Linked DNA regions of Mus musculus: region 1 is linked to region 2. A link is a contact called in public promoter capture Hi-C data. All regions are on one chromosome and are shown on one strand. Each heading gives the region's core, a stretch centred on a gene start, on an enhancer-like site or on the middle of the called end of the contact. The rest is flanking DNA. Distances are from core to core; before and after follow the strand shown.

The links. Promoter capture Hi-C pulls out the DNA fragments that hold promoters and counts their contacts.
Region 1: a promoter capture Hi-C map of embryonic stem cells shows a contact between it and region 2, with 15 read pairs. The contact joins the promoter of Airn here to the promoter of Slc22a3 in region 2. A contact is called at or near these places in 1 of 39 promoter capture datasets (embryonic stem cells) and 1 of 484 Hi-C or Micro-C datasets (the G1E-ER4 cell line).

The regions. Positions count from the first base shown.
Region 1 is chr17:12,738,952-12,743,429 of GRCm38.p6, forward strand. Airn (antisense Igf2r RNA) reads left to right here and starts at 2,360. Exons shown (of 3, transcript NR_027773.1): 1 at 2,360-2,473. It overlaps Igf2r (insulin-like growth factor 2 receptor), which reads right to left. Exons shown (of 48, transcript NM_010515.2): 3 at 1,331-1,455; 4 at 336-434.
Region 2 is chr17:12,504,876-12,509,407 of GRCm38.p6, forward strand. It overlaps Slc22a3 (solute carrier family 22 (organic cation transporter), member 3), which reads right to left and starts at 2,829. Exons shown (of 11, transcript NM_011395.2): 1 at 2,036-2,829. The coding sequence starts at 2,449.

The DNA.
Region 1 (4,478 bases), core at 1,110-3,609, 230 kb after region 2:
GCTGTGTGCACCAGAAGCTGGCCTAGACGTTTTTAACAATTAAATCTCGTGGTACCTCTGTGCAAATGGAACCTCACATCCACAGAAACAAACTCTCACCTCAAGAGACTGTAATAAGTCATTTAAATCTTTCCATCGCAAAGTCACAACCTTCTTTGTAAGAGGTTGTTTTAATTTTCTATCTTTTTTTCTTTTATTGAAAAATAGATTTTTATTTTCAGGACACATTCTGATTATGGTTTCCCTCTCTCACCTCCTCCCCAGCAGAATCCACACCCTGACTTTCAAGCTCTCCAGAGTAGATTTCATGACCAAATAGTCTCAAACCCCATTACCTCCTTATCAGCTTTAAATATGTCTTTCTTGCAGGCTGCAGTAGTCCTCCATTCAAAGTAATGCACACAGTCTGTGGCAGTTACAAATTCAGGAGTTCCCTATTAAAAAAAAAAAAAAAAAAAGAATGTTAACACACCACTCAGTAATACAAGTTTGTTTTTAAACCTGAAACATTGTAAAATCTCCTGAAAATAAGGGTGCAACAAGAGGAAACATAACTGCCTTACTTCAACAAGTTCACCAAGAATATCCGCCCAAACAGAAAAGTAAGTTGGGAGATGAGAGTCTCCAGACATCCTGTCTAACTGACTGCCCAGCTGCCCCAATTCCACAAGCAGAGTAAACTCATGGGAAATTATCCTTCGCCTTCTTCTCAAGAGCCAAATGGTCTCTGAACCAAAAAACAGCAAAATCAGGGCCAGAAAGTATGACTTCATCCATCCTGTAAGGAGGTCCCCGAGGAGCCCACGAGCAGCAGAGCCTGGGCAGAGGCACCAGATCCCACCCCAGACAGCCCCTTCTGGCAACCAGACCAGTTAACTCTAGTTAACCCCTGCAGAGCAACAGTTAACTTCTACCTTCCCCAGCCCATGAGAAAGACCAAGGTGTTCACCTCCAAGTCCTGTTTCTCCTACAGTAAACACCAAGCTCTTAAGAACAATCAACAGAAGTAAATCAGCAGCTAGCTTGCTCTGCAACATGACCTCCATGGTTCATGCTGCCACAAACAGACTTTAAGATCTCAATTTGCACAATAGTGTGGTTATAGGTTGGTCTAAAATTAACATTCATCCTAACTCAAGTTTCACTCCAATTCTCACCATCTTTAAGACACATTTAGTTGGTGGTTCTGGGTGGTAGTGACGTGATGTGAATATAAATTGGGGGGAGGGGGAAATTGACCATTTAGTCCTCCAGGATCAGAATTCCTGTAACAAGAACACCAGAAGGGGAAAATGTTCTTAACAAAGAGCTTGAAGAGGGCCCCACTCACCAGGGTCTTCCCACACAGAAATGTAATGCTAGTCTGGATTCTGTGCTGTGAATCTGAAGGCTGGCAGCCCATAGTGGTGTTGAATTCCAGGAGTGATCTGGCTGAACTTCTCAAAAGTGAGTCACCTGTTTGGAGAGGATAAGAATGAACACACAATGAACAAACATAAAAGCACGTAGGCTCTTTTCTCACAGATAAGCACTAGGCAAGCCAGGAATGTTAAACACGCAGGGTTGTCTCTTCAAAGGGAGAGTAGATAACCTGTTTCCAGCCCAGGAGGCTGGGGGCAGGGGTGGTTAATAGCCTGGTGACCTCTGTGCTATTTCTGTAAGGCCAGGCCACAGCAGCTGCCCCAGACCCCTCCCATGAGCCTGCTTCCCCCAGACTCCTCCCATGAGCCTACTTCCTTAATCTATAGAATCTATCTATACAGAAGACTCACTTGAACCTCACAAAAGAATCAATGTAGTCATAAGTAAAGATTTATTGAACACATGGGATGGAGTTAATTAAAACCAGAGAACTTTTTTTTAATTGTGCTTTGCTTAAATGTGCCTAAAATAAACTGTAAGTCTCAAATTTTGAACCAATACTGGCAACTGAGTTGTGTGGAAGAGAACTGCCTGTTTATGTCCTGTAAAACTATGCTTTTGGTGGCTTGGTGGTCAGGAAAACCTTCACAGGAGTGGCACTGCATACTCTGCATCCAAGCAATGGAAAGACTAAGAGAAGTGTATCTCTCTCGGGGTTCAAGACAAGCAAGGACTACTCAATTAGACAACAGCTTTTAAAAAGAAGAAGAAGAAACATAACCGTAATATCTGTTATTCAAGTCTGCTTGAAATATCTGGTCTCTCTGGTGTTCCTCTAAATCTTTCTGACCTGCTCAGCAGGCAATTTATAGAAACACTTCCAGGACTGTAAGGCCATCTAAAACACAGGCTCCAGGCTGGAGCAAGAGGAGGAGCCAAAGCCTGGTGAGGTTGGGCTGAGCAGGGGGGATTAAGTGACACAGTTGGGGCGGAACTTAATAATCTCCACCCCCTGCCGAGGCTTCAACATTATATCTATCCCTCCTTGCTCTAGCGGGCAGCAAGAAGCACAGCACCGCCAGTTACCACGCAGACATCCTGGGGAACTGAGGTAAGCTAGGGTTCCCCGCGTGAAGCGCGGCAATGCGAGGGGAGGATTCTGCAGATGAGGGTAGGATTCCGTTGCAAGGGGAGGATTCCACGCGTTAGAGGATTCCGCAAAGGAAGGGTTCCACAGGAGGGAAGGGCTCTACGCGAGGTGAGGGTTCCACTGATCCGGCAGCTCGAGGGCTCCGACCAAGAGTTCCAGGCCGCTCAAAGGTTCCCCTACGCGAGATTCAGCGCTAGGGTGAAGATTTCTGGGCTACAAGAAAACTCAGCACTAGGGTGCCCCACTGCTCACCAGTGTTCTGAACTACACGAGGGCCGATAGGGCCGGTAGAAAGCCGAAAGCCGCGCTGCCGCCATGCCGCGTCAGCAAGAGGAGAAGGGAGGGGGGCGTCCAGCGCGGGCCGACTGCTGCACTGGGGGGGGGGGGGGTTTACGGGCGATCTAGAGCACGAGGGTGCCACGCTGCGCAAGGGGAGCAGGGGTTCGCGCTAGGGCACCACGCTGCTGGAGAGTTGGGGGGGGGGGTGGAGATCGGAGGATTTCTACACGACCTGATCCGCGGTTTGCGGGGCAGGGGGAAGGTTCGGTGGGTTCCGCGGCACTGCGCGAGCCAGGGTGCTGGCGTGTGCGCTGCCCCCCCCCCCCCCCCCCGTTCAGAGGATTTTAGCACAACTCCAATTGTGCTGCGATTCTGGTTGTGCCGAGTTGCGAGAGAGGCTAAGGGTGAAAAGCTGCACAAGGAGGGGATTCGGAGGGTTTAGAGGGTTCCGCGGCACTGCGCCGCAGTGCTGCCCGAGGGTTCGGAGCAATTCCGGTTGTGCCGTGATCCTTGGTTGTGCTGAGTTGCGGTGAGGGAAAGGGAAGGGAAAGCTCAGAGGGTTCCGAGCTATCCTGAGGGTGCGAAGCTGCACAAGGGCAGGGTTCCGAGGGTTCCGCGGCACTGCGTGAGCCCCGGTGCCGCGCTGCCCAAAGGTTCGGAGGGTTTTAATGCGATTCCGGTTGGGCTGTGATTCTGGTTATGCCAAGTTGCGCGAGGGGAGGGGAAGAGACGGCTCGGAGGATTCCGAGGTATCCTGAGGGTGCAAACTGCACAAGGGGAGGATTCGAAGGGTTCTGTGATCAGGGCCAACGCTCAAAAGTGCCATGTTACAGGAGAGATGAACTCAAAAGTGCCACGTTGCAAGAGAGGCAAGCTCAAAAGTGCCGCGTTGCAGGAGACGGAGGGAAGGGCAGGGTTTGGCGCTATCCTGGCTATGCATGAGGGTGCCACACTCCTGCGCAAGATTAGGGTTCCTCATTGGCCATGCAAATGAAGGTGCCCCACTAGCGGACAGGAGGATTCAGAGGGCTCTGCACTATCCAGGCTGTGCTCAGGGGCACATGAAGGTGCCATATTCTATACAAAGGGAGAGTTCAAAGGGTTGGACCCTCAGAGCGCATTTCGAGTGGATTCAGGTTTCATGTTATGTTGCCTAGTTGTGCTAGGGTTCAGCGCAAATCTGGGCAAGGGACTGTACATTGTATTCGATGCAATCAAGTTGGCCATTGTGCTAAGGAGTGCCTTTAACCCAAGGCTTGTCTGAGCTGCAGACAATGGGGCTAATGGAAGATGGGCCATCTGTCCGGTCATATCCGTACCCTCGACCTCTCAGTGACATTCTATATCTGGGCCCACCTATTCCCTCTAGTCTGGTCCCATTTTCAGAACCTGGAGAGACCCTTCTGACTTTGTCACCAGGACCAATTATTATCCTCATGCCTACCACCCACGTGGTACCCCACCCACTACGGTCTTTAGGCTATTGCTAAGTGGCTACTACAAACAGCTCTTTTAACAACCCACCAGTTCTCATCACAACACTCCTATTCTCAGTTACTAAAAAGCCTTAGTAGTTCTTATCACTCGGTCCAAAACCCTGAAAAAAATTAATCAGGCCATTGTTCCCACCTCCTCTGTTGTACTGGCTGGTACATCTTGGGATCACCTTGACACAAGCTAGAGTCAC
Region 2 (4,532 bases), core at 1,579-4,078:
CAAGTATCATAGGCAGCCTGTAGACTTCCACCTCCAGCTTCTCCCATGTATAGCCTTTGTATATCAATGTGTGGCCTTTGTATATAAATATACTCTGTTTATAACACTAGCTAAAGCAGGAGCTAAGGTTTTTGTTTCATTACTTTGACAGTATTTAAGAAATCAACACTGATTTTGTTCATATTCAAAATCAAAGAAAGCACTTCACTTGGTATCCTGTGAGGTTTCTGTGAGATTCTGAGTTACTTTGGGTGGTGGGTGGGGCTTCCAGAGCACATGGAGAGTTTCCACCTGAGAGCGACACACGTGAATGATGTGCCACGGGAAGTTAAAATTATTTGGGGTTTGGAAAGGAAATCTTTCCAGGAGGTTTCAAAACCTCAGCAACAGCTTTAGGGAGGCATCCTAAGTCACACTTCTGTTTGCCCCCTGAAGAAGTCTGGCCATTGTTCTGTGCACACTGAGCTGTCTGTCACCTGCCAATGACAATAATGGCATGCACAGGATGGAAGAGTTAAATGATAGACAGAAGCCACATAGCTCCCTAGAGACCCTGTCAGGACCATTTCCTGACTTCACGCTACTCTGCACCGTGTGTGAGGATGGTTACTCACTCTGACAACGTCCTATCGGCCCTGGAACTTCAGCATATTCCTGAAGCACCTGCCAGAGTATTTGCTCACAGATATCTATGATCCTCTTCTTGGATACCCAAAGATCACCTTCAGTCATGGTCATGCCAACCTTTCTAGGGTGGGTGTGCATTTTGTTTTTGAAGGTTATTCCTTTAATGTTCACTTTTTAATATAGTATATGCATGCACCCATACATGCATGCACATTGGATGAGGGTGCACATATTCTGATGTGTTCACACATATGTGTGCATGTGGAAGTCAGGGGCAATGTCTTATTTTTTGAGACAAGGACTTTGGGATTTTACTGAGTAGGCTACCACGCCCACATATGGCCTTACTAGAAAGAACCGCTTCACGGAGCTGTGTCCTTACAGAAGGGGCGTTTCTGCTCCTGATAGCATGTTTCCCTTGTTATCTAAACAGGTGTTTTGGACAAGAACTAAGTTAGAGACAAACGAGTTTCTTTCTCCATTTACCTGAGTACACTCAGTCATCTTACAAAGGTTAAGTAGAGCTATGACGATAGGTAAAACTCAGCCAAATGGTTCCTCTGTGGACCAGGTGCCTCTGAAAGCAGTTTCTGAACTGACTTAAAAAGTGAAAGCTCACAGCCTCACCACTCACCGTGTGGGAGGATGCAGAATCAGTTAGGGTCTGAGTGAGGGAGATCCCCCAAGAGCACAGGGATTGCCCACCCCCGCCTCCTCTTCTCCTCCCCTCCAACCCCCAGGCTCCAGCAGCCACCAGAGTAAACGGGGGAAGATGCCCCCTCCTGCTGCCTTCCTATAATTTACTAGCAGGAAAAAACACAAACTCTTGACCAATATTATTCCAGCTTTCCTGACTTCTCTTAAATTGCTGCTCTTTGTCCCCAAAGCAGTTTTACCAAAATTATTGCCCGGGAGAGCCTCGACCTTTGTCCCCTACATGCCAGATAATCATTTGGACACTGGAAAGAAGTTGCACTGTCTTCAAGAATCCAAAGTCGATAACCCCCTCTCCTGTGCTCCCTGGAGAAAAGCCAACCCAGGCATGCCAATGTAGTCGAACCCCACCCGCCCGAAGGCAGAGAACTCCCCAGCCATAATCTCCAACCACTGTGCCAACATATCTCAGTGACAACCGTGGAGGCAGGTGCATACGAAGCTTCTCCAAGTTGGCTTCTAGGAAAGTTTTCCTTTTTACCTAAGGCCAGATCATCTCTTAGCCCGCTCCTTAGGACAGGGACATAAATAAAGGCTTTCCCAGGATTTGCAAGGCAGCACTTGAAATCATGGTCCCCAAAGGTGGTGGGGTCTCTAAGTCATGAAGACTCCAGGGACCTAGTCTCCAGACCTTTGTCACTACCTTCTTAACACTGGCTGTATGACAGGAGATGGTGCACAGAGTCAGGCTTACCTGGCTGACGATGGTAGAGTGGGTCTCCACATAGCGCCAGTCACCGCTGCAGGACACCAGAGGCGCGGAGCGGTTGGGGAAGGCAGTGAGTGGGTCGCAGCTGAGCTCTGAGCTGGTATTAGTGGCTTCCAGCAGGTAGCGGTGGCAGTGGCCTTGGCCGCGGCGCTCAGCTGGGACGTGGAGCTCCGGTGTGGTGAGGTTCCACTCCTCCTCGGGGCTCCAGGCGCAGCGCTCGGCCAGCGCGGTGGCGCGCGGCCCGCGACACCAATAGTAGTCGGGCTGGCTGCCCAGGAAGACCACACCGACGAAGAGGAAGGCGAAGGTGACACCCGTCAGGCACAGCAGCAGGAACACGCGCCGCTGGAAGCGCCCGAACTCGCCCGCCTTCCTCAGTGCCTGGTCGAACGTGGGCATGGTGCGCCCTGCTACCCTGCGCCCTGTCGCTGCTGCCCGGCCTGAGAGTGACCCGCGGGCGCCGCCGCCCGTAGCTCTGCACCCGCCGCCCCCGCCTCGCTCGCTTGCTCGCCCTGGCAGCCCGCCCCGGGCTGCTCCTCCCGTTCCAAGCTCCCGGCCTCCTGCCCGTGCGCGCCCGGGACCGGAGTAAACCCGGAGAGCGGATTGGGGTGGTTTCACAGTAGTGTCACTGTGCACCAAGGGCCCTGACCTGTAGCCTGCCCTAAAGGGACACCCCAAGTCAGAGTTCACTGAGTTCCAGGATCACCCAGACTCGCTGGACTCAGGACTCTGAAGACTCCAGGAATAGCCTCCAGTACTCTTAGGCTGCAGGGGCCCAAGCCACTGTGCTCTCAAAGTGACAGTCAGCTAGCTCCAGGAACAGAGTTTCATACCTGCACCTGCACCTGCACCTGCGTCATCACATTCCTCCAGCTCCGGGTGGGATGATGGCGAAATAGCAGAGACAGACTGTTACAATGGGACAGAGGGACAGCCCACAGGGCTAAAAGATTTGCTTAGTCCCAAAGTTCAAAAGGAGAAGTCAAGTCAAAGTCCTTTGCATATCCCCGCATCCAGACTCTCCGGAAAACAGCGGTGCTTAGTTGGTTTGAATTCATCATCATAGTGTCTTCCTTGCTCCTCAAAAATCTACAGAGCCTATAGCATGTGTGGTCCCTATCGTTTGGCACAGCCGGTTCCCAATCAGCTGCCAGGTTGCAGAGCAACCTGTGATAGCGCGCTCTACATGCGGATTCTAATTTCTCCACCCCGCTCTTCTTCCGGTCCTCACCTCCTGCCATCGGCCACCCTTGGCTAACTCTCTCAAGGGATCCAGAGGGCTCAGATTTAGTCCCCTTCCCCACAGCAAGAATGCTAGAGCCAGGCTGCCTTGCTCCAGCATCTCTCACCCTTACTACTCGGGATGCTGAGAAACCTAACTGGCCAGCCCCAGTTTTTCCATCTTTTAAATAAGTCTAATAACACACCTACTTCATAGGGTCTCTGTGAAGACTAAATGGATTGGCAAGAGGAATAGTACCAGAAAAGTAGTCAGGGTTTCATTCAATAATCGTCACCACAGATGCTCTTTGCCACTGAGCAACCATGGGTGGGCCCAAGAACTGCCAAAACCATACAGCTTAAGACAGCCATCTCTCTCTACCTCTCCTCCGACACCCCCCCACACACACACACACGCATGCGTGTACACGCACAAACCACCTACTCCTCACTCACTGTGTTCTGAATCTGCATATCTCACACGCCCCTCTGGTCCTGTTTGTAACTGCCTGCTGAATCCCCAGCCTGGGTCTCCCCTCTCCAGCCCACCTCCTCCTCCTGAGCTGGCTTTTGGTACAAGCACATCCTGCCCGCCCCAGACTCAGAATCTCAGTGGCATTCCAGTACCCCTTTAATCCTAGTATCACCTGGGAAGTTCGGTGATACCCAACCCCCTTCCCTATACAAGCACATCCCCAGCTCCCCTTGTCTTAAAAGCCAAGCTAATCCCAGCTAATCCCTAACAGATTCACCTGCTCACTTGTTCACCTCAACTGTGCCGCCCCCTGCCCCCCCCCCATCTTACGTTTCATGTAGTGAGGAGCATGTGCTCTGGGCCTTCACCTCTATACAAAGGCGGTGCACAGTAGGTGCTTAGCAAAAGTTTGTGTGGCAAGTTTGGGCTGCTTGTGATGTTCCACCGCTCTTACATCAGCCCTCAGTGCCCTCACCGAGGGCCAGATGCTCTAGGCACTGAGGCCTCTGCCCTCTGGGCCAGCCTATCTTGCTGGATGACTTTCCATGAGGCAGCTTGGACGTTTCACCTGATGGCTCCCTTTGATCTCCAAAGCAAGCTCTCATTGCTCAATGCTCTTCAAAGTCCTAGCCTACTTCTCTTTCTGTCCCCTGCTTACATTCTCTCTGTTTCTTGGGGACTTGTTGGATCTGGAGGACATTGTTTGTATATTTTTGTGCTTTGCTCATTGATAAACTTGTGTGATAACCCTGGCGTCATCTTCTTACTCTGTGGAGTAACATCTGA